Linked DNA regions of Sus scrofa: regions 1, 2 and 4 are each linked to region 3. Evidence: chromatin contacts called from public Hi-C and HiChIP or PLAC-seq data. All regions are on one chromosome and are shown on one strand. The core of a region is the stretch at or near the end of the contact, and the rest is flanking DNA. Distances in the headings are between cores, read along the strand shown.

Evidence for each region. A called contact is a pair of places that touch in the nucleus more often than the background predicts. HiChIP or PLAC-seq counts read pairs in DNA pulled down with a chosen protein or histone mark.
Region 1: a Hi-C map of alveolar macrophages shows a contact between it and region 3, with 1.5 times the contacts expected there. The contact joins the enhancer-like site here to the promoter of AGBL2 in region 3. A contact is called at or near these places in 1 of 5 promoter capture datasets (fetal liver) and 5 of 47 Hi-C or Micro-C datasets (alveolar macrophages, embryonic fibroblasts, epiblast stem cells and 2 more).
Region 2: an H3K27ac HiChIP or PLAC-seq map of alveolar macrophages shows a contact between it and region 3. The contact joins the promoter of NUP160 here to the promoter of AGBL2 in region 3. A contact is called at or near these places in 2 of 47 Hi-C or Micro-C datasets (embryonic fibroblasts and epiblast stem cells) and 1 of 2 datasets of contacts at active chromatin or transcription factors (alveolar macrophages).
Region 4: a contact with region 3 is called in a Hi-C map of liver, with 2.5 times the contacts expected there. The contact joins the enhancer-like site here to the promoter of AGBL2 in region 3. A contact is called at or near these places in 1 of 5 promoter capture datasets (liver), 2 of 47 Hi-C or Micro-C datasets (embryonic fibroblasts and liver) and 1 of 2 datasets of contacts at active chromatin or transcription factors (alveolar macrophages).

Annotation. Positions count from the first base shown.
Region 1 is chr2:14,857,641-14,864,090 of Sscrofa11.1, forward strand. NUP160 (nuclear pore complex protein Nup160) reads left to right here. Exons shown (of 37, transcript XM_021085052.1): 11 at 3,060-3,144; 12 at 5,116-5,184. Among named protein-coding and RNA genes, the nearest start is that of NUP160, 21 kb to the left of the region's middle. Within about 2 kb of position 3,426, at least 2 of the 83 cell types and tissues checked have an H3K27ac peak or open chromatin away from gene starts, as enhancers often do. A contact at or near this core is called in alveolar macrophages, where this site is marked.
Region 2 is chr2:14,835,515-14,841,449 of Sscrofa11.1, forward strand. NUP160 (nuclear pore complex protein Nup160) reads left to right here and starts at 4,542. Exons shown (of 37, transcript XM_021085052.1): 1 at 4,542-4,547; 2 at 4,978-5,299; 3 at 5,566-5,677. The coding sequence starts at 4,542.
Region 3 is chr2:14,930,237-14,935,962 of Sscrofa11.1, forward strand. It overlaps AGBL2 (cytosolic carboxypeptidase 2), which reads left to right and starts at 2,952. Exons shown (of 15, transcript XM_021083073.1): 1 at 2,952-3,448; 2 at 3,612-3,726; 3 at 4,276-4,339. The coding sequence starts at 3,691. It overlaps FNBP4 (formin-binding protein 4), which reads left to right. Exons shown (of 17, transcript XM_021083063.1): 17 at 886-1,951. The coding sequence ends at 976.
Region 4 is chr2:14,998,152-15,004,475 of Sscrofa11.1, forward strand. MTCH2 (mitochondrial carrier homolog 2) reads left to right here. Exons shown (of 13, transcript XM_003353877.5): 11 at 950-1,017; 12 at 3,110-3,185; 13 at 5,556-6,324. The coding sequence ends at 5,642. Among named protein-coding and RNA genes, the nearest start is that of MTCH2, 18 kb to the left of the region's middle. Within about 2 kb of position 4,755, at least 3 of the 83 cell types and tissues checked have an H3K27ac peak or open chromatin away from gene starts, as enhancers often do. A contact at or near this core is called in liver, where this site is marked.

The sequences.
Region 1 (6,450 bases), core at 2,176-4,675, 72 kb before region 3:
CTTACCTCTGTCATCCTACCTTGCCCCAGGCAGTGTCATACTTAGAAAACAGTAGAGCTCTTTATGTAGAACCAAGGTCAAATGTTCTCACTTGAAAGATTCAGCCCCTGGCTTGCCTTTTTTCTGACAAACCTTCCTTTGCATTGTGTTGTTACCTTACGGTGTTAAGACAAAGTAAGGATTCTTAGAGTTGGAATGAGGTCAAAAAAATACCGTATTTCTTGGGAGAGATAGCACATATGCAAAATACTACTAATCTGCGTGTTTGCTTCTGAGCAAAGACTGATTCTGGCACCCACAACTTCCATAGAATACTGTAGCCCCTTTTGGGTCTCAATTTCCTCATCATAAGAAATAGATGGACGAGTAACATGCTTTTCAAACTTTTTTTAAAAGCAGAACACTGGAGTTCCTGTCATGGCTCAGCAGTTAGCAAACCCAGCTAGCATCCATGAGGATGTGGGTTCAAGCCCTGGCCTCCATCAGTGGGTTAAGGATCTGGCTTTGCCATGAGCTGTGGTGTAGGTCTCAGACATGGCTCAGATCCCCTGTTGCTGTGGCTGTGGTGTAGGCCAATGGCTACAGCTCCAATTGGACCCCTAACTGGGAACCTCCATATGCCTCAAGTTTGGCCCTAAAAAGACCATAAAAGGTGGGGGGCAGGAAACCCTTTTTTCTAAAAGATAATCAACTCTAATATGTAACAAACTCAACATTTTATTAGTTTAGAACAATATCACGGAGTTCCTATCATGGCTCAGTGGTTAATGAATTCAACTAGGAACCATGAGGTTTTGGTTTCGATACCTGGCCTCACTCATTGGGTTAAGGATCTGGCATTGCTGTGAGCTGTGGTGTAGGTCGCAGATTCAGCTTGGATCTGGCGTTGCTATGGCTCTGGTGTAGGCTGGTGGCTACATACCCCTAGCCTGGGAACCTCCATATGTGGCGGGCGCAGCCCTAGAAAAGACAATAAATAAATAAATAAATAAATAATAAAACAATAACAGTTTAACATGTTGGTAATCTCTAATATCAGCTATACTTGGTATCTGATATAACATGCATGGTATTTTAAAATTTTTTTCTTTTTTGGCCATACCCATAGCATGTGAAAGTTCTTGGGCCAGGGATCAAACCCATGCCACACCTGTGACCTGCATCGCAGCTGCAGCAATGTGGGATCCTTAACCCACACGAGAACTTCCCATTTAAAAACTTTAATAGTTACAAAATATATTTTAAAAATCAATTTTGGGAGTTCCCATCGTGGCGCAGTGGTTAACGAATCCGACTAGGAACCATGAGGTTGCGGGTTTGGTCCCTGCCCTTGCTCAGTGGGTTAAGGATCCGGCGTTGCTGTGAGCTGTGGTGTAGGTTGCAGACGCAGCTCAGATCCCACGTTGCTGCGGCTCTGGTGTAGGCCGGCGGCTACAGCTGTGATTCAACCCCTAGCCTGGGAACCTCCATATGCCACGGGAGCGGCCCAAGAAATAGCAAAAAGACAAAAAAAAAAAAAAAAAAAAATCAATTTTGAATCAAACACTTGCATAATCCCTGAAACACCTGTGGAATATTACCTGGAACAAAGCTTGACATCTCTGCAACTGCAGTTGACCATCAAATGAACAACATGGGTTTGAACTGCATGAGTCCTCTTAATACACAGGGTTTTTTCTTTTTCTTTCCTTTTTTTTTTTTTGTCTTTTTGCCTTTTCTAGGGCCACATCCTCGGCATGTGGATGTTCCCAGGCTAGGGGTCTAGTCGGAGTTGTAGCTGCCAACCTACGCCAGGGCCACAGCAACTTGGGATCCGAGCTGCGTCTATGACCTATACCACAGCTCGAGGCAACGCTGGTAACCCACTGAGCGAGGCCAGGGATCGAACCTGCAACCTCATGGTTCCTAGTTGGATTCATTAACCATTGTGCCACGACGGGAACTTCCAGGTTTTTTTCAGTAGGAAGTATCAACGTTACTATTTGGTTATGTGGTTGCTTAAATCTTCAGGTAGAAGAAGGCCAAGTAAAAGTTGTATATGGATTTTCAACTGCACAGAGGCTCGGCATCCCTGACCCCGAATTTTTCAAGAGTCAGCAGTAAACTAATTGAACCCAAGGGTCCCTCATGACCCTATATTCTAGAATAAAATTGTAGGAATATGGAGTTCCTGTCATGACTCAGCGGTTAATGAATCTGACTAGCATCCTTGAGGACACAGGTTCAATCCTTGACCTTGTTAAGTGGGTTAAGGATCCGGTGTTGCCATGAGCTGTGGTGTAGGTCGCAGATGTGGCTCGGATCCTGCGTTGCTATGGCGAAGGCCAGTAGTTACAGCTCTGATTCTACCCCTGCCCTAGGAACCTCCATATGCCGTGGGTGTGGCCCTAAAAAAAAAAAAAAAATGGTTGTTCCCACATTGGCCCTGAGCCACACCTTAGAAAACAGAGTACTCCTTGTAGACGGCATTCAAGCAAAGTGGGGTTTTTTTTTTTTTTTTTTTTTAAGAAAAAAAAAAGAATCTGAGATCAAGTGAGAGTTTGAATCCTGATTGTACAACTTACTAGTTGTGAGACCCTAAACCTCACTTTCCATATCTTTGAAATGTGGTCATGCATCCTTTAAAGAGTTATCCTAAGGCACACGTGGGTAATATCCAGAACTGCACCTAGTGTAATGTCCAGTATATAGTAAATGCAGAATGAAGATTTTTTATTTGTAGATTTTTATTTAGAGTTTTAATTTCAGGGTACCTATTAGAAGAGGTGAGAGTGCTTCTGTAATCCAAGATCTTGTTTGTTTTTAGGAGGGTGGGGCTTGCTCGCGGCATGCCGAAGTTCTCAAGCCGGGCATCAAACCCAAGCCGAGGCAGTAACAATGCTGGTTCCTTAACCCACTGAACCACCAGGGAATTCGGAAACATTTGTAATAGAATTGACCAAGCAATAGTTGCAGAGATTCAGTGGTGGGACCCTCCTTGCCCAGATACTGTCAACAATAGAAGCTTCGTTTTTATTCATCATCTTTCAGTAGACTGATGGCTTTTTTTCTCTCTGTAGTAATGTTGCAGGTCAGTGGAATCCAGTTTTTATACAGCCTCTGCCAGAGGAAGAAATCATTATCAGAGATGATCAAGACCCCAGAGTAAGCAATGCTCAAGACTTTCATGTTTTGGAGGGTTTGTTATTTGTTTGTTTGTTTTAGGGCTGAACCTGTAGCAAATGGAGGTTCCCAGGCTAAGGTGGCATCAGAGCTATAACTGCCCGACCACTCCACAGCCACAGCAGCGCCAGATCCAAGTCGCATCTGCAACCTGTGCTGCAGCTTGCGGCAACACCAGATTCTCAACCTACTGAGCCAGGCCAGGGATCAAACCCACATCCTTGTGGATACTAGTCATGTTCTTCACCCCCCACCCCCCCAAGCCACAACAGGAACTCCAGCAATGCTCAAGTCTTGTGTAAGGATCTTACGTTAAGGAGGGTGAGCTACCCTGATCATTACTTTGAAAAGAACCAGTTAAATTAGCAGAACTCTTTCAGCTTCGGATAAAAGAAACCCATCTCAAACTGACTTAAGTTTGTTTTTTTTTTTTAGGGCCACACTTGGCATATGGAAATTACCAGGCTAGGGGTCGAATTGGAGCTATAGCTGCGAGCCACAGCCACAGCAACCTGGGATCCGAGCCACAGCTGCGACCTATACCACAGCTCATGGCAACACTGGAACCCTGACCCACTAAGCCAGGCCAGGGAACAAACCTGAATCCTCAAGGATACTAGCCGGATTCGTTTCCCCTCCACCACAGTGGGAATGCCAAACTGACTTAAGCTTAAAAGGAGAACATGCATCGGCCTGTGCAGCTGAGAAATTTAGTTACCTGTTTTCAGCCAAGGCTGGAACAGTGCCTTTGGGGCCTGATCTCTCCTTTTCTCCTGCTTTCCTCCTTGTTGGGTTTATTGTCCAAGGGAACTTGCCTTCTGTGAACTTAGCGGCCCCGGGGGAAAGAGAACACTTCTGTCCCAAGTCCTGGAGTTGACACTGGCCTGGCTTGATCAAGTGCTAATTCCTGACATAGTCCCTCTGGTCAGAAGGAATAGAACATTCTGGTTTGACATGAGAAACATGTCCAGCCTGGGCTTTACTATTGTGGAGGGTGAAGTCAGTTGAGTATGGGTAGGGGAGGAATGATTTTCCGGAGAGAGTTGAGGGATTTGCTAATAATGACAAAGGGGAAGTGGATTCTGGCCAGGCACGACAGTATACCACCCGTGGGAGTACACGCATGTAAACTAGAGATCAGATAAATTCTGATAGAGGTATGTGCTGTGAAGAACATAACTTTGTAAGGTAATACAGTAAATAGCAAAACAGGCCAATCTCCCAGTTTTTTAGGGACATCCTTAAGATAAATGAAAGAAATACATTTATGTATAATATCATAAATTTCAGGTATACAATATAATGATCTGTAATTTCTAAAGGTTATACTCCATTTGAATATTACTAAACTTAATCCCAAGAGTTTATTGATACTTCTGTTTAAAAGCCAAAACCGAATGCTAATTAATAAATTCTTGTTTTTCTGCCTACACCGCGTCTTCTACCTACACCACAGCTCAAAGTAACGCAAGATCCTTTAACCCTCTGAGCCAGGGATCAAACCCATGTCCTCATGGATATTAGTTGGGTTCATTTCCACTGAGCCACAATGGGTACTCCTTATATGTGAACCATAAAATGAGTTCTTTTGTGGATGGTGTAGACCCAGCTTAGTTTAATTATTCTCTTGTTTATCAGCTATAAACTAGATTCACCAGTAGATTGGCATTTGACAAATTGTGTTTTCCAGTGGAACCCATTGAAGTGCTCCATGAGAAACACACAATTTTCAGTGTAGTACATCTGGTTGATTCAAAGACACTGGAGGCTTCACTCTCAGCATGAAAATATGACTGCTCTACCACTTGCTGCTCAAATGCATCAGGTCAAAATTCCCATGTTCATGTAATAGAAATGCAGGCTTCGGTGCTAACGTGTTGAATTCTTTCTTGGGTTTTTCCAAATTTTATTTTTTTTAGAATGATACTAATTCTTACTTCAATGTTCTAACAGGAAATGTATTTGCGTAGTCTTTTTACACCAGGACGATTCACAAATGCAGCTTTATGTAAAGCTTTACAGGTAAGTAAGAAAATATTTAGTATTTATTTAAGACTATCTCTTATTTTATTACTATAATTACATAACCCATGATTACTGTTAATTTTTATTGTTTTGCATATACTAAACACCACACATTTTTGCAATCACATGTACATGTGTTTATAGATATGATTGTAAGTTTTTTTTTTAATGTTCTGTCCATTAAAATCAGACTCCCAGCAAGGAGATAAGATTGGGGGCACTTTTCCAATGACTAGTGAAGCATGCCAGTAGAAAAAAGAAAAACCTGTGCCTACACCATTGTAAAAAGATACCATGCTACACCCCATATAATCTCTATACATGAAAGAAATTTTAAATGTTTTCTTGGATAGTTTTGATGGTACTGTGTTTTCACTCTTTTGTCAGTATAGTGAAGATCTGACTTGAATCAGGTTCAGGCGAAGCCTTCAAAGCCAGTGGTTTTAGAGGTGCTTAATGCTTTCCAAAGGGATTCTTTAAAGTCACTTAGGTTTCCTTAAATTACCACTTCGCCAGGGACAGGCACAAACACGTAACTCCAGAACAACTTAAAATTAATTGGTCCATGAAGCGCGGGCTCTCGAAGTTTTGAATTGACTGGTTTGTGATATTTTAAAATGATTAGTTTGTAAAAACGCAGGCTTTGTTGTGAACCCCATAAAAGCTGTCCCGACTCCACACTCGGGGCCGCAGTCCTCTACCCCTGCGTGGCGTACGACTGTGGGCCCCAGCGCGCTCGGAATAAAAATCCTCTTGCTGTTTGCATCAAAAAAAAAATTACCACTTCGCTTCTTTTTTTTTTTTTTTTGGCTTTTTGGCTTTTTGGCTTTTTGCCTTTTTGCCTTTTTGCCTTTTCTAGGGCCTGTCTCACAGCATATGGAGGTTCCCAGGCTAGAAGTCTAATTGGAGCTGTAGCTGCAGGCCTATACCACAGCCACAGCAATGCCAGATCCTTAACCTGCTGAGCGAGGCCAGGGATCGAACCCGCAACGTCATGGTTCCTAGTCAGATTCGTTAACTACTGCACCACAACAGGAACTCCCTAGCTTCTTTTTTTTTTTTTTTTGTCTTTTTGCCTTTTCTAGGGCTGCTCCCGCAGCATATGGAGGTTTCTAGGCTAGGGGTCTAATTGGAGCTGTAGCTGCCAACCTACACCACAGCTCACGGCAACGCCAGATCCTTAACCCACTGAGCAAGGCCAGGGATGGAACCCGCAACCTCGTGGTTCCTAGTCAGATTCATTAACCACTGAGCCATGATGGG
Region 2 (5,935 bases), core at 3,292-5,791, 93 kb before region 3:
GTAACATATTCAGTAAAACACACATATGATGGGTTAAAAGAAAAAATGCCCCCCTCAAGAAAGATGTCCACATCCTAAGCCCTGGACTCTGGGATTACGTTACCTTACATGGCAAAAGGGACCCTGCAGTGTGATTAAGTATCTAGAGATGAGGACATTACTCTGATTACCTGGGTGAGCTCAACCTAATTGCCTGAGTCCTTCAACACAGAGATCCTTTCCCTGAGATCAGAGATGTGACACTGCTGGCTTTTTTTTTTTTTTTTGTCTTTTTGCCTTTTCTAGGGCCGCTCCCACGGCATATGGAGGTTCCCAGGCTAGGGGTCTAATCGGAGCTGTAGCCGCTGGCCTACACCAGAGCCACAGCAAGGTGGGATCCGAGCCGCGTCTGTGACCTGCACCACAGCTCATGGCAATGCAGGATCCTCAATCCAGTGGACAAGGCCAGGGATCAAACCCGCAACCCCATGGTTCCTAGTCGGATTCATTAACCACTGAGCCACAACAGGAACTCCACTGCTGGCTTTGAAGATGAAAGAAAAGGGCTGTTAGCCAAGGAATGTGTTGGCCTCTAGAAGCTGGAAGAGACAAGGAAAGAAGTTCTCCTTTACCGTCTCCAGAGGAATACAGGCTTACAGACACCATGACATTAGCCTCAGGAGACCCGTGTGAGATAACACAGTATTGTTTAAGCCACTAAATGGGTGGTAATTTGTTATAGCTGCAATAGAAAACTCGTTCATGAAGTTCCTGTTGGGGCTCAGCAGGTTAAGAACCCAACTAGTACCCATGAGGATGCAGGTCTGGACCCTCACCTCGCTTAGTGGGTTAAAGGATCCAGCGTTGCCACAAGGTGCAGTGTAGGTCGAAAATGCAGCTCAGAAGATGCAGCCCATTGCTGTGGCTGTGGCATAGGCCAGCAGCTGAGGCTCTGATTCGACCCCAAGCCTGGGAACCTCCATATGCTGCAAGTGCGGCCCTAAAAAGCCAAAAAAAAAAAAAAAAAAGAAAGAAAGAAAAAGAATCAATAAAGCACATAGACCTCCAAAAGGGGGATGATCTCACACATGTGAAATAGCTCAATATGTAAAACCCAAATTTCCCCAACCCATGAGTAAAAGCACAGTTATATTAAAAACGTGAACAAATTCGGCTTACTTCTGTCCCCACCTACTCAGACAGGTTCTCAGTCCCTGCTAAAGAGTCCCTCAAACATTTCTGGGATTATCCAGGGGTGTCTGTGTTCATGAAATAATCTGCTTATGAAACAATCCATTTCTAAGTAGTGTAAGGAACTCCACCAACTGTGTCCGCCAGGCTCCAGGCTCCTTGAAAGGCCACCCCTGCTCTACTGAACACCAATTCCTGACATCCCTCTGATATTCAGGCTTCATGCGAGAGCCTTTATTTATTTATTTATTTATTGGTCTTTTTGCTATTTCTTTGGGGCTGCTCCCGTGGCATATGGAGGTTCCCAGGCTAGGGGTCGAATCAGAGCTGTAGCCACCGGCCTACGCCAGAGCCACAGCAACGCTGCGGGATCCGAGCCGCGTCTGCAACCTACACCACAGCTCATGGCAACGCCGGATCGTTAATCCACTGAGCAAGGGCAGGGACCGAACCCGCAACTTCATGGTTCCTAGTCGGATTCGTTAACCACTGCGCTACGACGGGAACTCCATGTGAGAGCCTTTAAACAGGCTGGGGTCATGTGCACAGGGGGTAGGAGGGAGTGCTGGCTCTCGCCTTCTCCTGCATGCTCGGTGAGAGCAATCTCAGGGCAGCACTTTTGGGCCCTTGCTGTCTCATAGAACTTGCCTCTTTTCCAATATAGTTCCTTTTCTGCATCCATAGGCTCCAGAGTCAACTCCAGTGTGAGAGGACAGGGAGATAAATCTCGCTATACTTAGAATGATCCCTCCACCTACAGCTCAGTCTCAGGGCATCAGATTGTAATAGGTGCTTTCTCCCCTCAGGCAAAATGTTTCCCCATACTCTGTTCAGTCTCCTGGCATGTCCATCAGCACCAGTTTGACAGATGTGCTCAGACAGGACTGACTCTCACTTGGATTCAGGTTAGGACTCCCGCTGTATGAAGACAGCAGTATATAGTGGGGACCAAAAAAGGGCTTCTCCTTCAAGAAGCTGCAGAAATTAAAAGAAGAAAAGTTAATTAGGGACAAAGACTTTGAAAATCAGGGCACCAGGAGTCCCTGAAAGTTTTTAAGAAGTGCTATAGACTGAATGTTTACCCACTCTCCCCAGATGAAACTGTTGAACTTAATATGATGGTATTTGAAGGTGGGGCTTTGAGGAGGTCCCGTGTGTGGGTTTGTTCTGCACTAACAAGTAGCTAACTCAATTCCCCATGGATAGTGACCGGGCGTTCCACAAGTTTAATTCAATTCTGACTTCAGATTGTGTGGGTTAAGGGCTGACCCACAGGACTGCCCCCACTTCAGATGCCAATCACAAGTCCAGGTGTTCACCTTTGCTTCTGATTGGCTATAAATCAGAGGTTCCCACAATGCTCTCCTCGGGTTTGGTAAATTTGCTAGAGCAGCTCGCAGAACTCAAGAAACCAGGTTATTTTTTTGGATTACCAATTTATCAGAAAAGGAATTAAAGAATACAATGAATAGCTAGATGAAAAGATACGTAAGGCAAGTTTCCAAATGCAGGAGCTTCTATTCCATGGAGTTTAGGGCCTGGCACATAGATGTATTCTGGTTCATCAACTTGGAAGCTTTCAACCCCATCCTTCTGGCTTTTTGGAGGCTTCATTACAGAGGCAAGACTGATTAAATTATTGGCCACTGTTAACTGAACTTAATCTCCAAAGGTTGGGGTGGTAGGGCTAAAAGTTCCAAACCTCTAATCAAGTGGTTGTTTCCCCTGGCAATCACTGCCCCCGCCCCCAACCTCAGGTTACCTAGAAACTTTCCAAAAATGACTTCATTAACATAACATAGGATAGTCATCCTCTTATCACTAAGGGAATTACAAGAGTTTCAGGTTCTCTGTGACAGGAAGAGGGACAAAGACCAAATATAATGTTCTTATTATAAATTACCATCCCAAGGGATTCAATTGTGAGGGTGGAGCCCTCACGAAAAAGGGATTGGTGCCCTATTAAAAAAAGACCCTACAGGGAGTTTCCATCATGGCTCAGTGGGTTAAGAGTCTGACTAGTACCCATGAGAGTGCAGGTTCAATCCCTGACCTTGCTCAGTGGGTTTAAGGACCCACTTTATCCCATGAGCTGTGGTGCAGGTCGCAGATGCAGCTTGGATGTGGCACTGTTGCGGCTGTGGCGTAGGCCAGCAGCTGCAGCTCCAATTGGACCGCTAACTTGGGAACTTCCATATGCCACAGGTGCAACCATAAAAAAGCAAAAACAAACCAACAACAAAAAAAATCCCCACAATTTAAGGACACGGCACAAGAGATGGCTGTCTATAAATCAGGAAGCTGACTCTCACCTGACGCTGAATCTGCTGGTCTCTTGATTTTGGACTTCCCAGGCTCCAAAACTGTGTGCAGTACGTGTTAGCTGTTTAAGCCACCCAGCATATAGTATTTTGTGAAACAAGAAGAAACAAAATGTAAGTGGTGTTTAGGAACAGTTAGAGTGTATTTGTAAAATGGAGAGGCAGGGAGAACAACAGCAAAATAAGATCAACTGGAGTTGTTTCCATTATCTAAGAATGAAATGTGGAAGACTGTTGAGGAAAAGTATGAATGTAAAGGAAAGACAAGAGAATGTTCCTGATATCTATTGCTGGCTAACAAATTACCCCAAACTTAGTGACTTTTGACTCTCTCACCAGACATCTCTCACTTTAAGTAACTTGAGAGCCCTTCCATGTGGTCTCTCCCCATGATTCCTCCAGGATGGCAACCCCAGGATAGCTGAATTTATTAGATGGCTTCCCTCCTAGTTAGCACTCCAAGAGAGAAACAGACTCTGTTAAGGCTAGTCTGGGAGTTTCTGTCCTGGTGCAGCGGAAGCAAATATGAGCAGGAACCATGTGGTTTCCGGTTAGGTCCCTGGCCTCGCTCAGTGGGTTGAGGATCTGGCGTTCCCATGAGCTGTGGTGTCGCAGAGGCGGCTCGGATCTGGTGTTGCTGTGGCGGTGGCATAGGCTGGCGGCTACAGCTCCGATTGGACCCCTTGCCTGGGAACCTGCATGTGCCGTGGGTACGGCCCTAAAAAGGACAAAAGACCCAAAAAAAAAAAAAAAATTAAAAGGCTAATCTGGCACAGAGTCACTTCTGCTGTGTTCAATGAGTTACAGCAGTTACAGAGCCCTCCCAGATTCCAGAGGAAGGGACAAAGACCCACCTCCTGATGGGAAAAAGTCAAAGAATTTGTGGTCGTCTTTAATCTGTCATGTTGATACATGAGATTTAGACTAACTTTCCCCTTGAAGACTGGCATTTTCCTCCAAATCCAGCATCTACTCTGCCCTAAATGCAGGTAAAGCACAAGACCTTCCAAACAGATCACAAATGGAAGATAAAGGAAATTTCTTTCACGTATGCAAGTGAGTAGCATTTAGGGGCTTCAAGCAGGTAACTGCATCAATGTTTAATTAAACACATTATGCTTCATTATACAAGAACACACGAATACAGTCTCTCGAAAAAACCCAACACAAAAGGCCACTCTGCCCTTCACTCCGCCCCCAACCCACGTCGCTGAAAGGTGAAGAAAAGGAGACCAGGCGGAGATTCACTGAGTAACACGGGGAAGCAAGGAGAGGCGATCAAAAGCTCGAAATCCAGTAGATGGCGCCCATCTGCGTGGCCTCCTAGGACCTCGCCCCTCCCTGGAGGCTCTGCCCAGCCGCTGCCCGCGCCGGAGTTTTTAAAATGGAAACAAACCCGGCTCCGCCCCCTTCCCTGAGGCCGCCGGGAAAATGGCACCGCCCCTTGGGGCTTCCTCGCCGGACACGCAAAGGTTCCTGCAGGTAGATCCTGCAAGCTCCCCCTGCCTCCTCTCATCTGGCTTCCTCCTTGCCCACCCTGTCTCCGGCCAGCTCGGTGGAAGCCTCACAACGGTGGGTCGGACAGGCCCTAGACCTTTCCGGGTTTCTTCACCTGTCCGCATCTGTGCTTGCTCCGCCCCCGGAAGTGACGACAGCCGCCCGGCTGGGCTGGTGTCCCGTCAGGCCTCGCGGCGGCGGCGGCGGGAAGATGGCGGCGGCGGGAGCCATGGAACGGAGCTTCGTAGAGCTCAGCGGAGCTGAGCGCGAAAGGCCAAGGCACTTTCGGGAATTCGCAGTTTGCGACATTGGTACGGAAGCATCCAGTAGGGCTCGATGCAGCTCCTGCCCTCGGGATCTTCCCGTGGATCCCTAAATCTCTGTCCTCCAGTTCATCCTCCTGAGCCCACATGCCTCCAGCCCCGGATTCAGAGCTTCATTAGTGTTCTACTTCTTTCTCTTTTTTTCCCCTTTTTGCATGGATTTTCAGTCTGTCACCCTCTGCTTTCTCAGCGCCCTCAGTCCGTGTCATCCCCTGAGAACCACGTGTGCAAGGGTGACCACTCTTCTTTTGCAGGAACTGCAAATGCAGTGGCCGGAGCTGTGAAATACAGTGAGAGCGCGGGAGGCTTCTACTACGTGGAAAGTGGCAAGTTGTTCTCCGTCACCAGAAACAGGTTCATTCATTGGTAAGTGCTGTGTTTGTCAAATCTCCCGAAAGGGCGTTTTGTTCGGCGGCTGAATTTTCGTGACTGTTCCCAAGGTGTCGTTTATTCTCCGAAGTGGTTATAGACAGGAAAAGAGAAAGACTGTTTCCTATTGATATCTGAGTCAGTGGAAAATTAAGCAGGCACAGAGTTCTGGAAGAGGTGCCCTCCCTGGCAGCACTAAAAAGAAGAAATGTAGCTTCGAGGGTAAAGCCCCAAAGATCAGTTCTAAGCATGAAG
Region 3 (5,726 bases), core at 1,702-4,201:
CCATGGCAACACCAGATCTGGGCCACATCTGCAACTTAGGCTGCAGCTTGCAGCAACACAGGATCCTTAACCCACTGAGTAAGGCCAAAGATCAAACCCACATCTTTGAGGACACAATGGGACCTCTTAGAATCTGAGTTTTACTCAGTTTTTAAATGATTGAATAAGCCATAAATGATCAGTCCTATTTATAACTGATCGAAAGAGAATCTGAAAAACATTAGGTCTGGAGTTTCCACCTTGGCACAGTGGGTTATTTATGATAGGTATGTTGAAGGTTAGATATATCTTCCTGTGAGTTAAAATGTATCAGTGACAGAGAATCATAACTCCTAGGGGCCAAGAAAGACTTTTACAAGAATGTTATGTGGAGTTCTCATGTGGCTCAGCAGGTGAAGAACCCTACTAGTATCCATGAGGATGCAGATTTGATCCCTGGCCTCACTCAGTGGGTTAAGGATCCAGAGTTGCCACAGTTACAGATGGGGCTTGGATCAGAGCTGTGGCTCTAACCAATAGCTACAGCTTCACTTTGACCCCTAGCCTAGAAACTTCTATATGCCACAGGCGAGGCCCTAAAAAGAAAGAAAAAAAGAATGTGTTGTATTCCTTCAGTATGGCTTTGTTACTGGGGAGGTATAAAAGTAAATAAGCACTAACATGAGTGAAACTAAACAGAAAGAGTGTTTTGTGTTTGGTTGACCCGTTTGAATTAAGATATTTGATGAAGAGTATGTTGCTACCTAGCTGAGAATCTTGAGATATTTTCGTAAGCTTAGATGTGATAGGTCAGCTTTTAGGTTTCAGTTAGTTTTTATTTGCTAGGAAATGAATAGTTCCATTCTTTTTTTTCCTAGTGAAGTAATTTGTATATTGTTTTCACAGTGGCATGGCAGAGAGAAATGCAAATTTTGAAGCCCTTCCTGAAGATTGGCGAGCAAGACTGAAGAGGAGGAAAATGGCTCCAAACACATAGTTTCTTAATTTCTTTTTAAATTTTTATTATTGATTTTTTTTTATATATCTATATTCAGTTCAGAGTCTTAACCAGTTTTACTGTTGTCAGTGAACTAGAAATGTTATGAGGGAGAGCATATGCATTTCCTGGGTAAGAGCATACACATACAAAATTCCCACATTCGTGAAGTGTAATTTCTCTATTTTGCTGAAAGGTGAGGTGACTGAATGCTTTGACCTGGCTGCCTTTATTCTTACACTGGCAAATTCAGCACGTTAGAGCCATTAACCTCATCAGTCTGAACATATGGCTCATGAATATGACACCTCTGTAGAGGACCCACTAAGGAAGAATGATTTTCCTGCCCAGTAGAGGCAATGTATTTCCTAGTGTGGCGCTCTCTCTCATTAACTTCTTCAGAACAAGTGCAATTAAGAAGGCAGCTCTGTATTCTACCTTGCTTAACTGGGATTATAGGAATCTCTTTCTGACCTCTTCCTCTAGTCTGCCATGCCTGAAGTGCTGAGTATAGCAGGTTGTTCACCTGGTACTAACAGATGGCCACACTCTTCAGAGTATTCTTTCCCACAGATTCTAGAACTTATAGCTCAGTCATTTCACATACTAGGTGACATTTAAATTTCAATATAGGCAGCAGCGGCAGCAGGTGTTCATGTCCTTGATTATGAGAATTTCCCCCTTACATATGTGGCAGTAAACGTAATAAGAGCCACTCCATGTATTAATGTGTTTCCATTTTCTTGACTTGGTCCAAAGTTCACCTCCCTTTTATGTGTGAATGTATTCTCCATAAAATTCCAGTATTTAAAAAGCAGTTTACTCTTCTGTACTTTCTATTGTATCACAATCAGGTAAAAGTCACTTTAAACTGAAGAAAAAGCAAATTGTGTTTTAAAGCTGTTTGTATTTCTCCAGTTTCTGACCTTGTAAATTTGTACATATGCACTAATAAAGCTTTTTTTATACTTCTGATTGGTTATCCTTTTGCTCCTGTTTTGATTATTACTCCATGATTATGTTAACCAAGACTTAAGTCAATTTTTTTATAATCAACTACAGTATAAGACATGGGCAGACATGTCCTGTCATGAAAAAAGAATGTCAAGATCTTGTCAAGAATGTCTAGATCTTGTTCAGGAGTTAGGGACAGGATTAGAAAAACAGTCCTCTAGTACCAAAAGGTACTGTATGACTTCAATTTTGGATCTTGTACTCTGTAATATTAACTGATATTTGGCCTACTTAAATCCTGGAAATGATGTAATGTGGCTAATAGTTTGAAAAAAAAATAAAGGTGCTTTATATTTTTTCCTCTGATTTCAAAAGTAATACTTATGGTTATAGTCATACCAAGTTAACCAAAGACAATAGTTAGAATTTTATTCCAATATATTTATATGCATGCAGTTGTCGGATCAGTGTTGTGTATGCTAGTGTGTTGTTTTTTATTTACCATTATGCAAATATTAGGGTGACCATTTTGTATATAGATTGTTTTTCTTGCAATTTGCAGAGAGCAAATTTCTGAAAATAAAGGCTATCAACTAGCCATTAAAGCTTTTGCTTTGCCTAACAGTTTTCCAAACTTCCAAGAATTGCTGCAGAGTACATACTTGTCTCTATCCTACCAGAATGGAGCATATTAACTTGTTTTTCAAGTCTAGCCAGGGGATGGAGAGCCTAGGAAGGTGGAAGGAGAGAGGAAGCCGCTCTCTTTGAGCAATACTTAACAGTTTCCCTAAAGCTAGCTAAGTAATAGCAACTAAGTTTGGAGTATGTTGAGCACTACTGGCGTTGTGTTTGCCCATTAATATACCTTCGAATACCCCGAAGCGGGTCTGCAGTATATTGTGCGAAACGAGGAATGAGGCTGAAACTGGTACCCCCGCCAAGTGATCGACTTCATCCGGGTTCCACACCTATTCCTTGGGGCCTCGCTCCCCGGAAGCGCCCAGCTGCCCCGCCCTCTCGCTTCCGCCTCGCGGTTGCTAGGCTACCCAGGCCCTTGCAGAAAGTTGTGGCAAGCGAGCAAGGCGAGCGCTTCGTCTTCGCCGAGCGCTGCGGTGCCTCCAGGCTCGCTCCGGCTCCTTTGCTGCTGCTGTTGGCGCCGCGCCCATCCCTGCTAGCCCGACTGGCTAGGGTAGCCAGTCTCCCCTGTCCCCTCCTAGGAAATCTCTACGCCCGCTCCCGCGCCTCTTCAGGAAACTGTCTTTCGCCACCTTCTCCCAGATAAGGAAACATTGAAACCCTGAATTCGTTTTAAGAGCCCACTCTCCCGACCCCTGATCTTTCTTTTCCATGTCCACAGAGACGACTCCGCCGGATCCCTCCATCCCTTTTTCTTAATCTTTCCTGCGGCGTCCTGGTGGTAGGCAGCTCCTTCTTAGGGAGAAGAAAGCAATGGGGCCGGCAGGAGTCCTGGGGCTTCGGGAGAAGGAGGCTTGAAGACAAGCCGCCCTTCCTCATCAGGTGCGCATTCAGGCCTCACGGTGGGCACCACCGGCTGGGTCCTTGTTTGAGGAGCGGGTGGGTTAGCAGAAAAGAGAGCAAGGCGACAGGGGGCGTGGACGTATTTCGAGTTTTTTCGGTTGTCCTCCTGTGGTTTTTTTAGCTTCATCTGTCTAATAATCAGGTGCCTTTTGGAAATTGGGCAAGGGTGTGGCTGGACGCCGTGTCACTGACTGGTCTTCAGCATACCATGTAGAAGTAACATGTTCCCAGCATTGGAAAAAGAGCCAAAGCCGAAGGTTAGTAATACCCCTCTCCAGAAACACCACAGAAATCCAGTACTAGATTAGAAAATATATCCTGGTGGCACCTTTTTCTGGCTGGAGATCTTGATCCCAAAGATGGAATAATATGCGTAAAGGTGTTTCACTTGGTTTGTTTACAGAAATTCTAGGTATAGTGTCCTCTGTAACAATGCTTCTGTACTTTGGTTAAGAGCCAGTATTATTATTTTTTTTTATTTATTTTTTGTCTTTTTAGGGCCGAACCTACAGCATATGGAGGTTCCCAGGCTAGGGGTCTAATCAGAGCTGCAGTTGCCAGCCTACACCACAACCACAGCAATACCAGATCTCAACCACCTCTACACCACAGCTCATGGCAACGCGAGATCCTTAACCCACTGAGCAAGGCCAGGGATCAAACCTGCAACCTCACAGTTCCCAGTCAGATTCGTTTCCACTGCACCACGACAGGAACTCCAAGAGTCAGTATTACTCTTATGACAGACTATTATGCTTGTTATTATGAAAGCTCTTTCCTGATTGAGATGGTCTTTCATTTTACAGACTCTTCCTGATCCCTATGAAGATTTTATGTACCATCACCTCCAGTACTATGGTTACTTTAAAGGTAATAGCTCACTCTTATCTAGCATCACCTTTCCCGGGTTCATAAAGTGAATTGTTTAACTGGGAGAGTTATGCTTAAATCAACTAATGATGAGTTTTTCCATCACCATTAGTGAAAAGTACTTTTTTTTTTTGGCTTTTTAGGGCTGCACCTGTGATATATGGAGGTTCCCAGGCTAGGGGTCAAATCAGAGCTACAGCCCCTGGCCTACGGCCCAGCAACACAGGATCCTCATCTGCGACCTACACCACAGCTCGCAGCAACGCCAGATCCTTAACCCACTGAGCAAGGCCAGGGATCGAACCCACAACCTCATGGTTCTTAGTCGGTTTCATTAACCACTGAGCCACAGTGGGAACTCCAGTACCACCCTTTCTTAATGACACCACATGGCATTAAAATAGTCTTGATATCTGGAAAGACATGTCCTCCCATATTATTGTTCTTCAAAAGTGTCTCGGCTATTGCCATTTTATGTAATTTTAGAATTGGCTTGTGATGTTTAAAAAGCTACTGGATTTCATGGAGTCTGTAGATCAAACTTGACAAGAAAGGAGAATTTTCTAATACCAGGTTCTCTGATCTATTAATATAGCCTAATTCTCTCTTTACTTAGGTCTCCCTTAATGTCTCCCAGTAAAGATTAATAATCTTTTTCATAGAAATGTATATTCTTATGCTGTTGCAAATGGTATTTTTAAAATTTTTGATTGTCTAACTTTGTTCCTGGTATCTAGAAATGAAATTTAAGTTTTTATATTGATTTTATTTCTAGCAACATTGTTAAATGATTTTATTTTGTAAGTGCTTACTAATTTATTTAAAAACCGAGTTTCCAGTTTACCAGATTCAGGAGAGCCCTCAGGACAAAGCAGCTCCCACTCTGAGTGCCCCACTTCCACTCTGAGTACTGGCCTTCACTAGGCCTCATAGCTGCTGAGTCTTTCTGCCTCCCAAACCCTTTCTCTTTCCACTTGACCATACTGCTTCTCCAGTTTCTCACTATGAAATGGAGAAAATGGCGTTTAACTTAAATAAATTGAAACGTGAAAGCTCTTTGGAAAATGGGGTGTATTCTTTGGAGAGGCCTGTGGTAGCAGGTGGTGAATAGAAGGCAGTTTGCTAGTAATGGTCTGGGTGTTGACATAGACGTTTAGAGGTGATGAATTAGCCTTCCAGCACCTTTCATTAAACTGCCTATTCTTAGCACAGAGAGGCAGTTTACCGAACTCTGCTGCACACCAGCATGTTTGGAAGAATAATCCTGGATACCTGTTGAGTGGCTCTTTTGGAAAAAGAGATGATTTGATGCCAGACCCCTTGCAAAAGGAGAAACGTCTATGTGAGTAATAATCAATATTGTATGACCCCCCAGGACCCTCACTAC
Region 4 (6,324 bases), core at 3,505-6,004, 70 kb after region 3:
TCATGTGGAATCTTCCAGTAGTGGACTTCTAAAGTAGTTTCCATTGTCTTTGGAAACATACTCGTGTGTTTTATTTTCTTCGGGGGTATTTTGAAATGCTTATTGTAGTTAGTTGTATTTACTTTTTTCTCTTAAGTGATGAAGTTCAGTCTTTTTTTTTTTTTTTTTTTTTTTTTTTTTTTTTTTTTTTTGGCTTTTTGCCATTTCTAGGGCCGCTCCCTTGGCACATGGAGGTTCCCAGGCTCGGGGTCCAATCGGAGCTGTAGCCACCAGCCTACGCCAGAGTCACAGCAACGCGGGATCCGAGCCACGTCTGCGACCTACACCACAGCTCACGGCAACACCGGATCCCTAACCCAATGAGCAAGGCCAGGGATTGAACCCGCAACCTCATGGTTCCTAGTCAGATTCGTTAACCACTGTGCCACAACGGGAACTCCGTCAGTCTTACTTGAATTAGGGCTCAATCACAGAGAAAGAAGTCTTCTGGTCTTTGGATAAAAGGTTGCATGCAGGAGTTCCCGTCGTGACTCAGCGATTAACGAATCCGACTAGGAACCATGAGGTGCAGGTTCAATCCCTGGCCTTGCTCAGTGGGTTAGGGATCTGGTGTTGCCGTGAGCTGTGGTGTAGGTTGCAGACGCGGCTCGGATCCTGTGTTGCTGTGGCTCTGGCGTAGGCTGATGGCTGCAACTCCGATTAGACCCCTAGCCTGGGAACCTCCATGTGCCGCGGGAGCGGCCTTAGAAAAGGCAAAAGACAAAAAGAAAAGGTTGCATGCAACGGTATGTTAAGAGGAGGGAGCATTGATAATTTAGTCTTTCCTGGAATACTGAGAAAGCAAGCCACTGTGGGAGTATTTGACCACAGTGGCACTAGGTCTAAGGGAGAGGAGAGAAGAGATTAGAGATGACCTAGTAACTCAGCTGTCTTTTTTACTCTTTTACAGTTTTTTGCCAGTATGTTGACATATCCTTTTGTGCTTGTCTCTAACCTTATGGCTGTCAACAACTGTGGGTAAGTGCCTTGGATTTCTTACTTTGTAGTTGGCTGTCTGTGTGCCTGACAGGCCAAACAGTCGTCCTAGGAATTTGGGTAAGAAAAGTACAGTTGATTAGATTTCCTGATTTTTTTTCTCTGTCCCATGTATCAGCAGTGCCATCAATTTACATTATAAACAGTTACTTCATATCCTTTTTTGGAATAAAGAAGGGCATAAATAATATTTCTCCTAGTGCTTGTAAATAATGTGCACTTGCCAGTTGTATAGATTCTTTTCTGAAAAGGATAGGATAATTATTGAATTACTTTATTTTTATTTTATATCTTTTTTTTGCTTTTTATGGTTGCACCTGCTGCACATGGAAGTTCCCAGGCTATGGGTTGAATTGGAACAGCCACAGTCACAGCCACACCAGATCTGAGCCACGTCTGCAACCTACATCACAGCTCATGACAACACAGATCCTTAACCCACTGAGCAAGGCCAGGGATCGAACCCGCGTCCTCCTGGATACCAGTGGGGTTTGTTATCACTGAGCCATGACGGGAACTCCCTTCACATTTTTCTTTTATTTTCAATCTTTTTTTTTAATGATTTTTATTTTTTTCATTATAGTTGATTACAGTGTTCTCTCAATTTCTACTGTACAGCAAAGTGATCCAGTCATACATACATACGTGTGTGTGTGTGTGTGTGTGTGTGTGTGTGTTCTTGTTCTCACATTATCCTCCATCATGTTCCATCATAAGTGACTGGTTATAGTTCCCTGTGCTGTTCAGCAGGATCTCATCGCTTATTTACTCCAAATGCAATAGTTTGCATCTATTAGCCCCAGACTCCTAGTCCATCCCACTCCCTTCTCCCCCCACCCCTTATTTTAAATCTTTATTTTCTCTTTTGTGAAAGTGTCAAAAAGCATGTCAGGGATTGAACAACAGCCCATACCAGTTTTTTACAGGGGCTTCATGGAGAAAGTTTTGGCTTTTTTTTGTTTTCTTTTGTTTTTTTGGCTGTGCTTGTGGCATGCTGAAGTTCCTGGGCCAGGTAGAGTTTTCCAGGCTAGGGGTCCAATCGGAGCTGTAGCCACCAGCCTACGCCAGAGCCACAGCAACGCCAGAACTGAGCCACGTCTGCGACCTACACCACAGCTCACAGCAACGCCAGATCCTTAACCCTCTGAGCGAGGCCAGGGATCGAACCTGCAACCTGTGGTTCCTAGTTGGATTCGTTAACCACTGAGCCATGACGGGAACTCCTTGCCTCTTGATTTAATTCAAAAGTCTGTTCCAATACAGTGACTGACACAGTATACCATTAGACATGTGACAGTTTTCAAACAAGATGCCAAATAGGTAGCTGGATAGAGTTTTGAGCACATACCACGTTATATTCTGTTGGTTTGGTGATTTGTGGAACACCTGCCACATTTTAGCCCAGAGCAGACTTGAAGGATAAGTTAGATGTATTACTGCTGTTTACAGTCTTATAGAGAGGAACTGATTATGGGTTATACCTGAGTAAGAGCTTGGAGCCCGCTTATATCCATGGTCACGTTTGGATCTTTTGAATACCACTTAGTTTTTAAATCATTTTTCCCTGCTCTTTCATCCTATAATTTCTGTGTTTTAGAACTTCATTTGTCCACAAATTAAAACGTAGATGTTTTTAAAAATACATGCTGGATTGAAAGTTCTGTTTATGTATTGATTCAAAACCTAAATATAAGGGAGGGAGAACCTTTTTGGGTTTTTTGGTTTTGTTTTAAATATTGATTTATTTTATTATTCAAGTAACACATAATCATGGCTGAAAATTTAGAAAATACAGAAAAGAGAAGAAAATGATAATATTTTTATTCAACACTGCAGAGACAGGCACTATAAATCATGTAGTGTGTCGGAACATATAACGTCGTATATGTATACAGGGGAGAAGCCTTTTGGATGCTCAGTCTTTCCCTTGCTCCAATAGAATTTGTTTCGTTAGAAGTTAAATTGCCTCTCAGGGAACCTTCTAGGTAGAATATTTTGACAAAAATTTATTGAACTCTTGAGAGAATGTTTTGTAACTATTACCTTCAATAGCTAATCTTTTTTTCTATTCCAGGCTTGCTGGTGGATCCCCTCCTTATTCCCCAATATATACTTCTTGGATAGATTGCTGGTGCATGCTACAAAAAGAGGTACTTCTCTGTTTCTCTCTCCCTCCCGCTCTCTCTCCCTGCTCCTCTTATTTTATTTTGGTTTTGTTTGTTTTCTTAAATGTCTCTGGAACCCCAGGTTAATTCTTGTAGGTCATCCTGTGGTTACCAATTAATGTATCTTTTACAGTGTTCCATGTGTCCCTCTGGCGTAGTAGTAAAATGTGTTGCTTAGAAATCATCAGAAGGGATAATAAAGAAATAAGAAATCCCTAGATGTGATCTAGAAACTATTCGATTTAGACGGTTCAGCATAGATCACATTCAAATTACAAATAAGTTCTGAGGAATCGGTTATCCTGATGTTAAAATGATGCCCTTGGAGTTCCCGTCGTGGCACAGTGGTTAATGAATCCGACTAGGAACCATTAAGTTGCGGGTGTCATCCCTGGCCTCGCTAAGTGGGTTAAGGATCCGGCATTGCCGTGAGCTGTGGTGTAGGTCGCAGACGTGGCTCGGATCCCGTGTTGCTGTGGCTCTGGCGTAGGCTGGTGGCTACAGCTCTGATTAGACCCCTAGCCTGGGAACCTCCATATGCCACGGGAGCGGCCCAAGAAAAGGCAAAAAGACACACACAAAAAAAGACATCCTCGATTTCAGATTATTTTTTCCAGCCTCACTTTTTTATAACTTCAGAATCTCCTAATATATTCAAGCATTTTCCTGTAGTATATAGAGAAACTGAGGAATAAGAAGTTATTTATGACATTATTTATCACAATGATGTTGATAGAGCTGATCTCTTACTTCTAGAGTCTTAATAGTAAATGACTTTCTTCAGGCTCCAATTTATTGTTTGTCATTGCTATGAAGTAAGTCATCTACAACCCACAATTCTTGATCGGTCTAGGCAAAGCTTTATCAGGAACCAAAACGATGAATGGCTGTATGCTAAATTTAATATGGAATCACCTAAAATGGCCCTCAGTTGAAAGCGGTTTTTGAGTGGGAAGCACTTTTTAAAGGACTGTAGGTAGAAGAAAGTGTATGAGGAAGCTCTTTGTTACATTGTATTATACCACTAATGACACATATGACAAAGGCCTTTGTTCACAGGGCTCAGGCTTCCCAGCCTGAACTTTGAATGGAAAGGCCTGCCAGCAGCTGGAGGGACTTTTGCTCATCATGCCCAGCAAGCCCCTCTCTGTACACAGGAAGGACATTTAAATGGGTGCTGGACACACCTAACAGCAACACTCTGGGTTTCCTTCTGAGTTTTACACTCTCTGTTGGACAGTCTCCTTTTGTGGTCCCCCTTTAAAAGTAAAGTGGTCCTTCTTTCCCAACTTTCTAACTAATCCCTCGCTGTGGAAAGAAAGCAGATAGAAAATTACTAGAGTATCTGATACCTTACCTAGGGAACAGTTGGTCCTTGAAGTGATTAAGACAACAGCATAGTTTGAGCATCTGCTGTATATCAGGCATCATGCTAAGAGCTTTTCATGTATCAGCTCAGGTAACCGTCAGAATAACCATGTGAGGGATGATACCGTTCTTGATGAGCCCACTTCACTTATGAAGAAACTGGGACTTTGAACGGTTATATAATGCCCATTGAGTAACCCAGGGTTACACAGCCTGTCTTTGGGAGAGTAGGATCTACATGCAGGCTCTCTGACTTGAGAGTCTCCTCCCTTAAGCTCACAACATTACTGCTTTAATTTTACAAGTTTTTAAGTATTCCCTAGGAACCAGACCGTTCCATTCAAAACAAATAAAAACTGGCACTTCCTGTGTGTTAGCACTGTTCTCCACACTTTGTATGTATTGACCAGTTTGATAACCCAGATAGCAAGCGGCAGAGCCAGAATCCAAACTGGGAATTCTGTTTAGATAAGTAAGAAATTCTTGCCTTGGAGTTCCTGCTGTGGCGCAGTGGTTAACGAATCCGACTAGGAACCATGAGGTTGCGGGTTCGATCCCTGCCCTTGCTCAGTGGGTTAACGATCCGGCGTTGCCGTGAGCTGTGGTGTAGGTTGCAGACGCGGCTCGGATCCCAAGTTGCTGTGGCTCTGGCGTAGGCCGGTGGCTACAGCTCCGATTCGACCCCTAGCCTGGGAACCTCCATATGCCGCGGGAGCGGCCCAAGAAATAGCAAAAAGACAAAAAAAAAAAAAAAAAAAAAAGAAATTCTTGCCTTAATCTGTGTGGTAAAAGCAGTTAGTTCCATGCAAACTCAGCTTGTGTCGGAGAATAGAAATTGCTACTCTGGTGATGGTCCCAGTTTTATCCGGGTCATTTTAGTCACGTCTCCCAGAAACATGTCCAGTTGGATGTCTCTGCTGATTTGGACTGGCTGACCTCATTTTCACACTAGACTTTATTTGTATTTATTTTATTTTTTTTTTCCAGGGAAATATGAGCCGAGGAAATAGCTTGTTTTTCCGGAAGGTCCCCTTTGGGAAGACTTATTGTTGTGACCTGAGAATGTTAATTTGAAGATGTGGGGCAGGGACAGTGACATTTCTATAGTCCCAGATGCACAGAATTATGGGAGAGAATGTTGATTTCTATACAGTGTGGTGCGCTTTTTTAATAATCATTTAATCTTGGGAAAATGGAGGTGTTTGTTGTCTGCCTTTTTTGTTCTTTTTTTCCAGTACAACATAATTAACTACTGAGATTCCCCCTTTAACTATTCTGAGATGGGACCTTTTTGCTCCAGACTATTTTACTTCAAGAAAAATGTTGCATTTACCTAAAGTTATAGGCAGGTCGTCCTGTGATTTGAGCCATAATTTAAGGCTTTTTAAAATGAAAAGTATAGTCCCAAGAAGAAAGAGAAATGGTTCTGTAAAACTTAAGAAAATTAATAAGGCAAACGATATGGGAGGTTATAAATTCCCTTTTCTTTTGTAGATCCTAAAAACTCAGCAGAATCCACCAGGATCTGCCTCCCATTCTATGCTTATTTGATTAACCTTGTCTCTCAAACTTCAAAAATGGACAATACACTGCTGACTTACCTTAGAAAATCTCCGCATGAGGCACCCATGCCTTTGGTCGTCTATTTATTGCAAAGCAGGAAATTGTCACCAACAACAGCAAAAAGTACAATTATAGAGAATAAGTAAGATTTGGGAAAGAAGCATAATGACTTTTTTTTTCCAAAAGCAATTCT